Linked DNA regions of Sus scrofa: region 1 is linked to region 2. Evidence: chromatin contacts called from public HiChIP or PLAC-seq data. All regions are on one chromosome and are shown on one strand. Each heading gives the region's core, a stretch centred on a gene start, on an enhancer-like site or on the middle of the called end of the contact. The rest is flanking DNA. Distances are from core to core; before and after follow the strand shown. Region 1 holds the start of CLEC16A (protein CLEC16A). Region 2 holds the start of SNX29 (sorting nexin-29).

The links. HiChIP or PLAC-seq counts read pairs in DNA pulled down with a chosen protein or histone mark.
Region 1: a contact with region 2 is called in an H3K27ac HiChIP or PLAC-seq map of alveolar macrophages. The contact joins the promoter of CLEC16A here to the promoter of SNX29 in region 2. A contact is called at or near these places in 1 of 5 promoter capture datasets (fetal liver) and 1 of 2 datasets of contacts at active chromatin or transcription factors (alveolar macrophages).

The regions. Positions count from the first base shown.
Region 1 is chr3:32,154,260-32,161,659 of Sscrofa11.1, reverse strand. CLEC16A (protein CLEC16A) reads left to right here and starts at 3,317. Exons shown (of 25, transcript XM_021086617.1): 1 at 3,317-3,600. The coding sequence starts at 3,521. It overlaps DEXI (dexamethasone-induced protein), which reads right to left and starts at 1,438. Exons shown (of 2, transcript XM_003124598.4): 1 at 485-1,438. The coding sequence starts at 918. The coding sequence ends at 631.
Region 2 is chr3:31,128,607-31,136,209 of Sscrofa11.1, reverse strand. SNX29 (sorting nexin-29) reads left to right here and starts at 2,849. Exons shown (of 20, transcript XM_021088060.1): 1 at 2,849-2,976. LOC100739121 (a long non-coding RNA gene) reads right to left here and starts at 2,807. Exons shown (of 2, transcript XR_298185.3): 1 at 2,376-2,807.

The DNA.
Region 1 (7,400 bases), core at 2,068-4,567, 1.0 Mb before region 2:
GCTCTCAGTCCCCGGCCAGTCCTCCAAGGGGCCACAGGACAAAGGTGATCAGGGCCTGGCTTCCTACCTCTTTTAACACTGCAAGTCTTTATCCTTCCAGGACTAGTGGGAATTCCCCCAAAGCCAAGGTCACCATCAAGACAGGTTAAGGATGGGGGGAGGAGTTGACAGGTCTGCCTTAAATGGATTTGGGTGCAAAGGCTTTTCCCACAAGTTTTGGCACTTGGTACTATGGCTAACCAAGATGCCACTTAGGTCCTGCCTCCCTTCCCTTCTTCACCAGCTGTAAGCCTTGCTAAGGGGAAGCTTTCCTGCCCTAAGAGTCTCAAAAGAGTCCAGCCATTCCTGGCATCCAAACAGACCTAGGGGAAGTGGATGGAGGAATCAAAAGTCTGGGGTAGGGTTGTGTGTCCGGCTTGGGATGCCTCCCTCTTCCTAGCCAGCGCCCCAACCCGCCCTCATCCTGCGCAGAGAGGGCACTTACAGGCCTTGGAGGCCGGAGAGGGCCTCGTCCTGGGGGTCCCATCCCTGGCCTGACGGTGCCCTCAACCAGCAGCGGCAGCATGATCTAGGCGCTGGTCCAGGTCGAGGGTTGCGGGTCGTAGGGGGAGCGGGGGACAGCAGCCAAGCCTACTCCAAGTAACCATCGAAGACGTCGAGCTCCGAATCGGCATCGTAGAGGCCCGAGCCGGGGTCAGAGAGCACGCCGAGGTCCACGAGCGCCTGGTCCATGTCCTCGGGCAGGAAGACTAGGCCCACGTTAAGGACGATGTACTCCATGAGAAAGGCGTAGTATAGGATCAGCACATTGACGAAAAAAAGGCCCACGTAGAACATAGAGGGTAGCAGCGGCGGCGGCACGGAGGGGACCAGGGGGCCCAGCGCGTCCAGGTGGGCCGCGACCCGGGCGCCGGGCATGCAGGGGGCGGCGAGGGCGGCAGCAGCCCGGCGATCTCAGCGAGCTCAGCCGCTGCGGCGCCCGGCCAGCCGGCGAGCGGGCAGCTCAGCCATCCAGGGCCGCCCCGGGGCTGGCCGAGGCGGCGCTGGGCCCCGGCGGTGCCCCGGGGGATGTGCGTTGGCCCCTGCAGACGCACCCGGGCCCCCGAAACGTGCCAGGCGGGTCACCCCACCCCCAGAGGTGCCCACACGGCCCTGTAGATCTGCCCAGCGGTCAGGCGGATCCCCCTGAAGTAGCCGGCGGCTGCCCGGCTCCTCCGATGTGTCCCGCTCGCGCTCACGGGCCCTCGCAGCGCCTGCGGGGACCCTCGCCGCGGGTCATCTCAAGGGCCAGTCCCGGCGGCGGTCTCTTCAGCCGCGCCCAGCCGTTCCTCGAGCCCTCTCCGCGCCCCCGAAGGCCCAGCGCCCATAGCTGCGGCCGCCGCGTCGCTCTCCTGGTCGCATTCCGAGCACCGCCTCCGGAGCAGCCCCGCGCTGATTGGCCCGCCGCCCCAGCCTGCGCTGATTGGTAACCTCAAAGCCAACACTGATTGGCCCGAGCCGTCAGATGGGCGGGTACCTCCGCGCTCCGCCCCTCGAGGTGCTGGCTGCTGAGTTTCTTTCCTAGTTCCGGACTCAGAGCAGATCTGGAATACAATTTTCTCAGTGAATCCGCGACGGAGTAGGGGGAAGGGAAAGAGTTAGAACACATTTCAAACCTAGACGTATCCTAAGGCTACCAAAACTGAGGGAAACCTTGGTTTCATTAGCACCTGCTGGATTTGAGTATTGGCGCCAAGCCTTTTTGGGAGTCAATTTACCAGTTGAAAAAAGAGGCAGGGTCGGGGCGGTGGACCTTACCAGTGAAAATTTTGGATTTCCCTGAAGTGGCAAATTGTCCTCGGTGGGGAAGATCGACCAGTCCCCTTCATCTCTCCAAATTCTGGCTGCTGGAAGGTCCAGCCCCGCGGTACGGGGCGGGATGGGAGTGGGGGGAATCTGCGTAATAAGGCAGGTCAGGTCTGCAGCAGGAGAATTGCTTCTTGTTTTTACTTTGAGAAACTTGTTTTAAAGCAGTAATAATGCACGTGGTTTTAACCAAGAAATACACAGAAAAGTAATTTCCCTCTGATTCCCCTCCTCAGGGGCAACACCTGTACATCCACCAAGCAACTGATCTTGCCCAAAGCACCCTCCAAAGCAGTTAAGCAGGCCACACTGAGCTGGGTGCTTTACATGCATTGCTTAATTGCAGCCAGATGGGGAAGTGTAGTATGTCATCCCTTTCTACAGACGAGAAAACTGAGAAACAGAAGGACTCTGGAAGCTTCTGGGCCTGTGGGTGTTTGGAGGACAGAACCTGCCCTATTTTCTCCATGACTGTCTCTTGCTCCTTTAGGTGAACTGCAGAGCAAACCATTAATCCTCCAACTGGTGAAAATGAAACAAACTGTCATTCATTTATTCACTCTGCCAACACTTGTTGAACACCTATTATGTGCCAAACTTTGTGCTAGGCATTGGGGAGAACATTGGCTTCTTAGTCCAATTCTGTCCTAAGCGACACAGTAGACCTTTGATAACTATGAGGTGTAGAAATGAATACATAGGAAAAAAATTGCCTCCACAAAATTTCTCCCTCCTAATCCAGAAGAGAAATGTAGATACATCTTGGCTGGTGTAGGAAGCTGGGTATTTCCTTATTTTTAAAAACGTGGTTGTTTTGGAAATGGTATGGATTTTGGGTGAAGACCAGAGAACTCTGAAAGTACAGGACGTTCAATTTTGGTACATTGTTGCTTGAAGGCCTTTCAATATTTATTTTTTAATTTTAGTAGAAAAAGAAAAGTTGTGAGGATAATTCAGACTGTTACCAATTTGGTGCAGTTTTGTTCATGGGGGATAAAAACCAGGGTGCCTGGGTTTGAACCCTGGTTCTGCCCCTTAATAACTGTTATGACCTTGGACAAGTCAACCCTTCTGTGATTCAGTTTCCTTCTGCTAAAAACAGAGATAATAGTACTCACCTCAGAGGGTTTTTAAGAGAATTAAATGACAATATATGTAAGCCGCTTAGGGCAGTGGCACATAGTACGCCAAGCAACAGGTATTCTTATTCTTATCATAAAGCTAATAATTATTAATATTGTGGTAACTTTTATTCACGCATCTTCACGGACTCATTTCTTAGGGCTTCGCCCATAGCTTTCCCGTTCCCGCCCATCCAAGCAATACTGCGGACTACCCCCGTCTCGCTCCGCCTCTTTTCCGAGGCCGCTGGCCCGCAGTTGCGTGATGCACGCTGGGCCTTGTAGTTCGTACGTAGAGTCCTGGCAGCAGGGGCGTCGAGGGTGAACTGCATTTCCCAGCTCTCCTCGTGGCGGCGGCCGTAAAGCGCGGCGGTCGAACGGCCGGTTCCGGCTGAATGTCAGTGCGGGGCTGTGGGCCGGATAGGAAGGTGGTTGGTGGTGTCCCCGCCACCCCCTTCGTTACCTCCTCCGTTTCTGCCGCCGCAGCAGGCGTCCAGCCGCTCAGCCGCTCGGGCATGAGACCGTGAAGCAAGCAACGGGCCAGGGCCGCCGACATGTTTGGCCGCTCGCGGAGCTGGGTGGGCGGGGGCCATGGCAAGTCTTCCCGCAATATCCACTCCTTGGACCACCTCAAGTGAGTGTATTGGGGCAGAGGGGGGAGGCCGCGGGGCTGGACGTGGGGTTGGGGGCGCATAGCCCTGGGCCGGGGGCGCTGGGAAGTGTGAGAGCGGAGGCGGAGGGCTGAGAGAGGCGCCCGAGAAAAGCTGTGTGGTAGTTAAGAGCTAAGGGCTCTGCGCTCAGGGCGCCTGTGTTTGAACCCTGACCCCGTAGCTCCTCTCTGTGTGACCTTGGGCAAGTCGCTTGGTTTCTCAGAGTCTCGGTTTTTGCATCAGTAGAGTAAGGGGATGAGATTTCAGTTTACGGATGCAGATTTCGTTCTTGCCCGGGTCGGACAATGGGCACCAAGCTTCCCCGGGGTGGTACTTCTTAGGCTGGACAGCTTGGGGGTCGGAGGTTTGGATCCTGGAGTCAGAGACATGTGGGTTCGAATTTAAGTGTGTGAATTTAGGCTTCTGTTTCCTCAGTGGTAAAATGGATATAGTGACAGCCCCTGCTTCCTACCATTCTTTTGTGGGTAGAATAAGAGAATGTACAAAAAATTGGAAGCTTGTCCAAGTGCTTGATAAAGGACAGTATTTTTTTTTTTAAATTAGTTTCTTAGGAGAGTCTAAAGAGGGACTGTCAGAGTAGAGCTTTGGGTGAGGACAGGTGGCAGAGGTGGTCCTGGGAAGCAGAAAGAAGTACAGAGTGGCTTTGCAGTCAGATCTGCATTCAAATCCTGATTCCACCATTTAATGGCTGTGTGACCTTGGACAAATTGCTTCACCTCTCTGAGCCTCTGATTCCTCATGTGCAAATGGGGGTGACGAACATTGCGCAAGGATTCAGTAATGCTGTTCGTGGAAATAGATCGATCCGCTGTCTGTTATTCAGTAGGTGGCCAATAATGGTAGCTGTGTTTATTAGCTGGGCAAGGGCTTCTCAGACCACCCTACCTAAACTGCTTCCCTTACCCCAATTCCTTTCTGTTAGAGCTTTCTCTTGATTTCATTCGTTTGATTCATCTCCACTATCTGCAGTTACCCTGTTGTTGTTGTTGTTGTTATTTGTTTTTTTTTTTTTTTTACTACTTTTCTGTTTTCTCCTAACCTGGTACCTCCAGGAGGCCAGAGAACTTGTTTTGCTTACGCCTGTATTCCCAGCATCTAGCTCTGTGCCTGGCACACAGTAGGAGCTCAGTGGATACTTAAAGAATGAAAAACATGGGAGTTCTGCTGTGGCACAGTGAACTAAGGACCCGGTGTTTCCGCCGCTGTGGTGGAGGTCACAACTGCAGCTCGGATTCAGTCCCTGGCCCTGGAGATTCTACATGCTGCAGGTGTGGCTGAAAAAGAAAAAAAGGAAAAAAGAAAGAGAAAAGAATGAAGAAAATGAATGAATCGGGGAGAGGTGTAGAGTATGCAGGCAGAGCCCAGAGCTCAGGGTGTGTGTGTGTGTGTGTGTGTGTTGCCGGAAGTTGAGACCTTTGAGGAGGGAACGGCTTTGGGGAGGAAGATATAGTGGGGGTGGGGGGGATAGTCAACCTTTTGTGGTAATCAATTGGTTGGTTTCCAGAAGGAGCACCCAAGATTATTAATAGAAAACGGGTGGAGGAGGTGGGAGACAGGGAGCAGTAGGAGGAAGACAGGGGCCTCCGGAAAGAATTGGTGGGAGGCAAGTTAGGTAGGGGCTTCTCATTTGGCAGGGAGCAGGGGTGCTATAATTCCAAGCTGTATCCTTTCTAGCATGCAGCAGGCATTTAATGTTTGTGGGTCTCAAAGAGTGGGGGGCAGGAGGGATTGTTATGTAGTGAGGAATGGTTTGGGGAGGTGGCAATGAGAGGGGACAGGGAGAGGAGAGAGGCCTAGGTTCAGGAGGGTGTGTGTAGAGAAGCAGGAGTCTTAAATGGGAGGGCAGCTGGACGGCAAAGGGAGAGGCTTGAGGACTCAGGAATTTAGAGAGTGGGTGGATGAGGCGGAGAGGGGAGGATGGTTATCTAAGGAGGCCAGGCCTCTTGCCAGCATCCAGGTACCTGCAGTCTCTCACTAACTCTGCCTGACTCTAGCCCTTTAGTAATTATTGAATGCATTTTCGGTGCCAGGTGCTTGTTAAGGGCTTCCTGTGTCTTATTTCCTTCAGTCCTCACAAGTCCCATGAGGTATAGGAAGGATTATTGTTACCATTTGATAGAGTAGAAACTAAAATCCAAAGAGGTTAAATCACTTGCCCAAGGTGGTAAGAGCTAAAATGTCAGAGCCAGGATTTAACTTCAGTGTTTGCATCATTACACTGGTTTTTGTTTTTTGTTTTTTTTTGGGTTTTTTTAAATAAAACTTTCAAAAAGTGAGTTTGGGAAGACATTCAGCGTGACTGAGTTATTTTGCCTAATGGGGCATCTTTGCTGTCCAACCAACCAGGGAGGGAATGGTCCAGGTTCTCAGGTTCCTTTGAAGTGTCAGAAACTGCCCAGGTTCATTGTTTAGGTCACAGGGCTATTAGGTGCTTTTTGGAAACCGGAGCTGCCTGCCCTGGATCAGGCAGATCAGCTTAATCCATATTACAGGCTGAAGAACCTGGTGATGGGTGTTTTGCTGTGGGGCTTAGCAGATTCCAAAGTGATGGGAAGGAGCACCCACCATAAACAACTAGTGCCCACTCCGCGCGTGGCTCTGATGGGAGATGTCCTGGGCCTTGAGTACAGAACAGCCCATTCCCTGAGGGAGCTCACAGGCTGGCGGGGGCGACAGCCATAGAGCTAGTGACTCTGCAGTGTGACAAGTGCTGGGATCCCTCTAGGTTCATGGTTCTGCGCAAACCCCTCTCGGAAGCTCTCGGAGAGGCAGCACCAGAGCAGAGTTGTCAAGGGCAAGCAGGGGCCACCGTGTGGAGTGCAGCATGTGAGAAGGCGACCCTGGGGTTTGAGGAATGTCGAGGTGGGGCTGGTAGTTGTGGGAAACAGGACTGGAGGTGGAACAGGGCTTGGGCTTCCTCTGATGTGCACGGTGCCTGGGACTGAGGGGTTTCCCAGGACATGGGACGGGACTTTCAGTGCTAAAACTGGGAAAGTCCTGGGCAACCTGTACAAATTAATTACCCAGTGACAAGTGACAATTCCTAATGCATTCTTGCCCTAAGTGCGACTAGAGAGAAGAGATTAAGATAGTTAAACGAATTTATCTTTTTTATTTTTTTTTAGGGCTACACCTACAGCATATGGAGGTTCTCAGGCTAGGTCCAATCAGAGCTGTAGCCGCTGGCCTACACCACAGCCACAGCAATGCAGGATCCGAGCCGAGTCTGTGATCTAGACCATAGCTCACGGCAACTTGGGATCCTTAACCCACTGAGCGAGGCAGGGGATCAAACCCTCATCCTCATGGATGCTAGTTGGGTTCGTTAACTGATGAGGACCATGGGAACTCCCTAAATGAATTTAGAATCGACCGTTTTGGGAGGGGGCACAAAAACATCTGGGAACCTTTTTCCTCTTGAAAAAAATTTTTTTTCTTTAAATTTTTTGCCTTTTTAGGGTCGCACCCACGGCATATGGAGGTTGCCAGGCTAGGGTCGCATTGGAGCTGTGGCTGCCGGCCCATGCCACAGCCAAGCAACTCGTGATTTTAGCCGTGTTTGTAACCTCATGGCAGTGCCGGATCCTTAACCCACTGAGCGAGGCCAGGGGTCAAATCCGCATCCTCATGGATGCTAGTCAGATTTGTTTCCCCTGAGCTACAACGTGAATGCCTCTTGCCCTAATTCTGATCACCTTTGTGTGGGTCGCAAGATTCTTGGCTGCCCATGACATACACCCAGCTGGAATTGCCTTAAAGCCCC
Region 2 (7,603 bases), core at 1,600-4,099:
GCGTCTGTGACTTACACACAGCTCAGGGCAATGCTGGACCCTTAACCCACTTAGCGAGGCCAGGGATCGAATCTGCATCCTCCTGGATTCTAGTCAGATTCCTTTCCACTGAGCCATGGTGGGAAGAACACCATCACATTATTTATTAGTCCTTCCCTTTGAGGTCTAGTCTCCGAGGATAGGTGCACCCTTTTTCTATGATATGGCCTAGGAATATTGCTCCTAGCTTCTCACAAGCCGCCTTCCTTCTCCCCTTAGACACTCAGTGAGTTTCTATTTTTCAAAAGCCCAGAATAGCTGCTGACATTAGGTTTCTGACCTGGTCCTCCAGTACCAGGCTCAATCTCAGGAAGAAGGAATTACAATACTTTGAGTGGGTGGTAGAGAATGTAAGGCACATGCTACAGTCTCCGAACTCACTCGTCTCAAGTACCATGAAGAACCGGTACAGGGCACTACAAGAAGGTGTGACACAAACCCTCGTGACAACTCCATGAAGCAGGCGTGTGATGCCTCACCAAAGGTTACAGAGGCAGACAGACCCTAAACTAGGCTTTCTAGGGGGCAATCAGGGAGAGGGAGGATTCAGAAACACTGACTCTTTTTTTTTTTTGTCTTTTTGCCATTTCTTGGGCTGCTCCTGCGGCATATGGAGGTTCCCAGGCTAGGGTTCTCATCAGAGCTGTAGCTGCCGGGCTACGCCAGAGCCATAGCAACGTGGCATCCGAGCCAAGTCTGCGACCTACACCACAGCTCATGGCAACGCCGGATCCTTAACCCACTGAGCAAGGCCAGGGATCGAACCCACAACCTCATGGTTCCTAGTCGGATTTGTTAACCACTGCGCCACGACGGGAACTCCCAGAAACACTGACTCTTTAGATTAACAAATTAGCAACAATTGTAAAGGACGATTTTGAAAATGGGAAAAACAACCTCACCAACCACACAGTTGGTTTCATTTTTATATTCTCTCAGAGTCCCTACACATGGCTGTATTTTGACACAACTGTAATCGTGGTGTATAGACCATTTTGCATGGGGCCTTTTTTTTTTTTTTTTTTTTTTTTTTTTGCTTTTTAGGGCCGCACCTGTGGCATATGGAGGTACTCAGGCTAGGGGTCAAATTGGAGCTTTAGCTGCCGGCCTACACCACAGCTCACAGCAACACTCGATCCTTAACCCACTGAGCGAGGCCAGGGATGGAACCTGCAACCTCAATGGTTACTAGTCAGATTCATTTACCACTGCGCCATGATGGGAATTCCACATGGGGCCTTTTTTACTTACTGTATTATCACTGGCCTTTCCATAATCTTTGTTTAAAGATTTATTTTATTGTAGTAGAGATGATTTACAATGTGTTAATTTCTTCTGCACAGCAGTGATTCAGCTGTATATATGTTTACATTTTTTTCGTATTTTTCTATGGTTTATCACAGGATATTGGATATAGTTCTCTGTGCTACATAGTAGTCCATAATCTTTATAATCAGCCTTTCCAGCTACTGCAAGAGATTCTTTGTGAGGTGGGCCATGATTTGCTAAGCTATTCTTCTGTAACCAGGCTTTGGTACTTTCACTTTTTTTCTATCATAAATAATGTTGCAGAGCATCCTTTGCCAAAAATCTATTGACCTCTGCTGAGTCCAAAAGGTAAATTCTCAGGAGGCAGAGATTACCAGTTGAGACACAATGTAGTAGGAAGACCATAAGGCTGTGAACTGGGCTGGAATTTGGCTTCATTTCCCAGTGGGGCCTCAAGTCAGTGTTTTGTGGATCAAGACTTAGAAGTGGATCCACTGTCTCTGTCAGCACTGTTAAAAAGAAAAATTGAAGAGACTACATTGCCTATAGAAATGTTAAAACATCTTAAGTGTGGGCATTTGTGTACTGGCTTGTGGTGTAAAATGCATTTTCTTTTACTCTGGGTTGTGTGCAAAACAAGTTGGAAAAATGCTCCTTTAACCTTTCTGAATTTTCTTTCCCTTATCTGTAAAATGGGGCAGGAACCTGGGTTTATTAAGACTATTGTGAACATGTGTTCAAACTCGATCCTTCCACCCATCCACGTTCACTCCACTGCCCCACCACCCCAGCCCCAGGCACTAGTATCTCTTGTAGGACAGCTGCAACGGCCCCTAACCACCTGCTCCTTCACCCAGACCCGCTACTATTCATTTTCAGCTCAGGAAGAGGAATCGTCTTAAAACCTAATTCAGCTTGTGTCACTCCTTTGCTTAAATTCTTGCAATGATTTCCCATTCCCCTATCACCTCAGAGTTAGGACAGAAAAGTTCAACCCCTTCTCCATGGCCTGCAAGGCCCTTCACTCAACCTCTTGAATCTCTTCGCACGCCCCTTTTCTCACTCACCCTCTAAGTCCAGTCAACTTCCTGAGGCAGGAGGTTGCTTCTGGAACACGCTTCTTGCGGATCTTCCCAGGCCATCTCCTTCTTACCATCCAGGTCTCTCAAGTGGTCGCCATAGAGAGGTCCTCTAGGACTGTTCATCTCCCCGTCTCCACGCTTTGGCCCATCCCTTCTTTTTAATCTCCCCTTTCCGCTCCTAGCTCTCAGTGGAACTCTGTTGCCTCATTTCTCGTGGCCGTGTTCAATGTCTGGCTCCCCCACAGACAGTAAGCCCAGGATGGCGGAGAGGCGCCCGTCCGGTCCCTGCCGCACCCCGGATCGCGGGGCGTCCCTGCCTAGGTCTCCGATCTGCCCGGAAGAGCCCAGCTACCTCCACAGCCCTTACCGCCCAGACCCTGCCGCCGCGGGCGGGCGCCGGTGTTTACGTTCCGGGTCGCGGGGCGGGGCCGCGGCGGCCGCGCTCCACTTCCGGGGCGGGGCGGCGAACGGGGCGGGGCGCGCTGTCTCCTGGCCTGTCTGGAGCGCTGCGGCGGCAGTGGCGGCACTGGCGGCGGCACTTGCGGCGGCACCGCGGGCACCGGTCCGGGGAGCGGAACCATGAGTGGTGAGTGGCGGCCTGGCCGCTGTCACCCGCCCTGGCCGCCCCGGCTCCCGGCGCTCCAGCTGCACACTCCGACCCCCAAGTCCCCGCGTCCCGCTCGCTCGCGGACCCCGTCCCATCGCTCCCACTTTCCGGACCCCATGTACGCCCAGTTCCTGGCCCCTGGTCACCTGCACTTTTCTGGCGTCCCGGGCAGGTCCAGGCACTGCTAGTCCCTTGACTCCTGCCCACCACGTACAGCCAGCTCCTGGACACCTGTCCCCCAAATCCCCAGTCCCTTCCAGTCCTCCCGGTCCTCCGACCCCCTTGCCCAGTTCCCAGACCCCAGTTCTCAGACCTCCCTTGTCTCAGTCCCTCTTAACTCCTAGACCCACTGAGCCCCAGTTCCAGTGTCCAGTCTCCCTGCTCCCCAGTCATTGCCACTACCCAGGCCCCTGTCCCCAGTCGTTCCAGCCCCCACATAGGCAGAGAGTGGCCTCTCAGTCCTGGCTTGCTGCCCCCTGAACCCCCTGTCCCCCTAGCTCTCGGTTCCCAGGGGATTCGGAGTTCTCCTGCCTCTTTGTCTTCCTGTCCCTCGTGTTCCCTCTCCTCTTCTCCCTGCCGTGCTTTGCCGATCCAGTCACTCGTTGTTTCCAGGTTCTCCTTTTCCCTCTCTGGTCCTTGCTTTTGTATTTTGGTTATTTTTTCATACTCCAGCTCCTTCCATTGCTTTTCCTGGCTCATTTGAGGTCTTCCTTGTCCCGCCCTGCAGCTCTTTCCCTCTTGGCCAATGCTGAGTCCATCTGGGGACCATTCTTCTGCTCCTCCCAGTCCAACCCTCTCCCTCCCACCAGGGACATAGGGGTGGTTTGGGTGGGAGCCTGGGAGGTACGTGTGGACCACCTGTCCCCAGGGTTTCTGAAGTTTAGTCCCTACACTTGGATGTGTGTTCTCAGCCCTTTCCACTCGTGAGATCTGTTGGTGTTTTGGTGCTAAGTCATTCCTGAGTGTTGTATGTGGAGATGGCAGTGACTCAGGGAAGCCTCCCAGCTGCCCTGACTGGGATCTGGATTTACTTAGGAGGACCCGCCTACCCTCCTTCTGCCTGTTTTCCCCTCACTGTGGAGTCGCCTTTAAAGAATCCCTGCAGGCAGCCTTGCTGCCCTGGACTTGCATCCAGGCATTTCTGGAGGTCAAGGAGGGGCAAGGCGAAGGCCATGTGTCTCTCTTTAACTTTTAAGTTATCTCTGTGGATCATTTCCCATGCGTTGGGTGCCTTTGGTTTTGCTGGTCAAGAGCTGGATTTGTGAAATTGATAGTCCTAATGAGGGAGCTGGGGAGGGGGATTTTTCCTGGGAGATGGTCCAGCGTCTGTTGTCAGCTGATTTTTGGCCTAATTAGAGTTTCTGCTCCTTTCGTTAGTGATACCACAGCAGAGATGTGATGAGCTGGTTTCAACCCAGGAGGTAATATGGCCTAGGATAGGTGCAGACCCTGGGGGCAGACAGCTTGGGTTCACATCCGCACTCTGCCACTTATAGCTGTGTGATTTAGAGCAAGTTACTCGACCATTCTGGAAGTCTCAACAAAATGGGGATAAATAATAGTACCTTTCTCTTAGGTGTGTTGAAATGACCAAGTAACATTACTCAGGCAAAGGGATTGGTTCTGTGCCTGTGACAAAGACGTGTAGTCAGGAGCTTGGAGTTGCTGTTGTTTCTGTAACAAGTGGGGTTGTTTTCTGGCCCAGCTCTGGGACAAGGGCTGTGGCTGGCCTAAGACCTCCTTTTAGAGAAGAACAACAAAAAGAAAATCTCTTCCTTTCAACGGGACCAAGGCCTCTGTGCCTCAAGCTCACAGTTGTGGAGGTTTTTCTCTGCAGCCTTCATGGCAGGAGTCCCTGAAATTGACAAGCCAAGGGAAACCTACAATGTATCCTTCAAGGAGCAAGCTAATATCAAAGATCAAAGCTAAGGAAGTTTTAATTTTTTTTTTTTTTTTGGTTTTTTAGGGCCACACAAGCTGCATATGGAAATCCCCAGGCTGGGGATCGAACTGGAGCTGCAGTGGCTGGCCTATGCCACAGCCACAGCAACTGGGGTTCTGAGTGACATCTGCAAACCATACCACAGCTCATGGCAGTGCTGGATTCTTAACCCACTAAGTGAGGCCAGGGGTCAAACCTGAATCCTTGTGGATACTAGTTGGGTTTGTTACCACTGAGCCGTAATGGGAACTCTGGAAATTTTAAAATTTAATCAGGAGTTCTTGCTGTGGTGCTGTGCGGTGAGAATCTGGCTGCAGTGGCTTGGGTCTCTGCAGAGATGCGGGTTCAATCCCCATCCTGGTGCAGCGGGTTAAAGGTGCTGGCATCGCCACAGCTGCTATGTAGGTCACAGCTGCAGCTTGGATTCAGTCCCTGGCCTGGGAACTTCCATATGCCATGGGTGTGGCCGTAAAATTGTTTTAAATTAAGAAAACCTGTTAGGTCCAAGGTTGAATAAATTACAGACGGAAGCCAACAAATGGCTTTTTAAGGATATAACACTGAGGATCTTGGAAAGATGGTAACCGAGGGGAAAAGTGGTTGCTGAGGATGGAAGGGGAAGTCCAAGGTATTTTCACTTGTTCCTTGAGAATACAGTTGAAATGGGGTTTTCCACATATAGGATTAATAACTGGCACATAAAATAACGTGACATGGAAATATTTCCCCTCTTCTGTTTTTTTTTAGTACAGAACAGTCTAAGGAACAATTAATTACCAACTCATGACCACTTCCCCCACGTCTTCCTCCTACCTTTCTCCCCAGTTTATTTTGAAACAAATCCCAGACACTACATCATTTCATCTGTACAGTTTAAAAAATATATATCTTTAAAATGTAGGGACTCCTTTTTAAAAAACAGCTCAATTCCATTATTGTACCTATAAAAGATTAGTAGTTCATTAATAGGAGGTACTCATTGTTCAGATTTCCATGGTTGCTTTATAATTTTATAGTGTATTTTTTACAGCTCAGTGTCTAAGGTTGAAACAATGCAAACTGGTTAGTCCTTTAATTTTTTTTGTAGCCTCTCTTTTCAAGTTTAATTTTTATTTTTTAAACTGTTTTGCATATTTGCAGAATTGCGCCATCACCATAATACATTTTAGAATATTTTCATTACTCCAAAAAGAAACCCCTGATCCATTAACAGCTGTTCTTCATTCCCTCAGCCCCAGGCAACCACTAATCTACTTTGTCTCTCTGGATCTGCCTCGTCTGGACCGATCACATAAGTCTAATCCTGCAATATGCGGCCCTTTGTGTCTGACTCTCTTCATGCAGTGTCATGTTTTTAAGATTCGTCGTGTTGTCCATGTTTCTGTACTTCCCTCCTTTTGGCTACTGAATAATATTCCACCGTGTGGGTGTTCCACGTTTTGTTTATCCATTCAACATTGGATGGGCATTTGACTCGTTTCTGCTTTTTGGCTGTTAATGAGTAAGCTGCTGGAAACAGTCACGGACTAGCTTTTGTGGGGACACATGTTTTCATTTCCCTTGGGTCGTTATCTAAGAGGCGAGCTGCCGGGTGCATTTGAGGAACTGTCAGACTGTTTTCCAAAGCAGCTGCACCATCTTCCATTCTCACCAGCACTGCATGAAGGTTCTAGTTTCTTCATGTCCTCGCCCATGGACCTTTTGATAGTAGCCCTTCTAGTGAGTGTGAGGTGGTGTCTTTTTGTGGTTTTGATTTGCATTTCCCTAATGTGTAATGACATTGAGCATCTTTTCACGTGCTTATGGCCATTTGTGTTTTTTCTCTGGAGAGATGTCTGTTTCAGGTTCTTTGTCCAATTAAAAAAATGTTTGGTTGTTTTTATTATTGAGCTGTAAGAATTCTATATAGTTTCTGGATACTAGTCTTTTATCAGAGACCCTTACAATTTTTTTTCCCTCCCAGTCTGTGGGTGGTTTTTTTTACTTTCTGGATGGTATCCTTTGAAGCACACAGTCTTTTTTTAAACTACAGGTTCCCCTTTCATCTCTCTCTCTTTTTCTGCCCCCCTGCAATTTTTGTTGAAGGGAACAGTTTATCCAGTAAGGTTTCTTTGTGGGATTTTGCTGATGCCGTCCTTTTGGTGTGGTGTGCATGTTACTTAGTGTCTTGCATAGCCTGTAAATTGGCAGTTGGCGTCTGCTGTGTTTTGTAGCTGAAAACATTTTGAGTCAGAGGTCAGATGGGTAGAAGGCCGAACACATGATGCGCAGATAACCAGGAAGCAGAATGGTTAGGTAATGCATATACAAGATAACTGGGCATGATGATGCCAGAAACAACTAAGGTGCCCATTAATAGGGGAGGGGACAGATATATGCGGGGTGGTCACATGATGCAAACCTCCAAGATGTGAAAAGGAATAAAATAGATTCACACACATCACTGGGGCTGTATCTCAACACTGATCTTCCCTAAAAAGAAGCAGGGTGCAGAATTATACCCAAAATATATACCTTGACACACATTAAAACAAGCACATAAAACCATGCTTGTGGATTCATATATGTATGCAGAAGTAAACAAATTGCCAGGGGTATGGATACCTGCTGGATGTGGGTGGTTGTCTCAGGGTGATAGGGTGACGATTTACTTGTTTTTCTTTA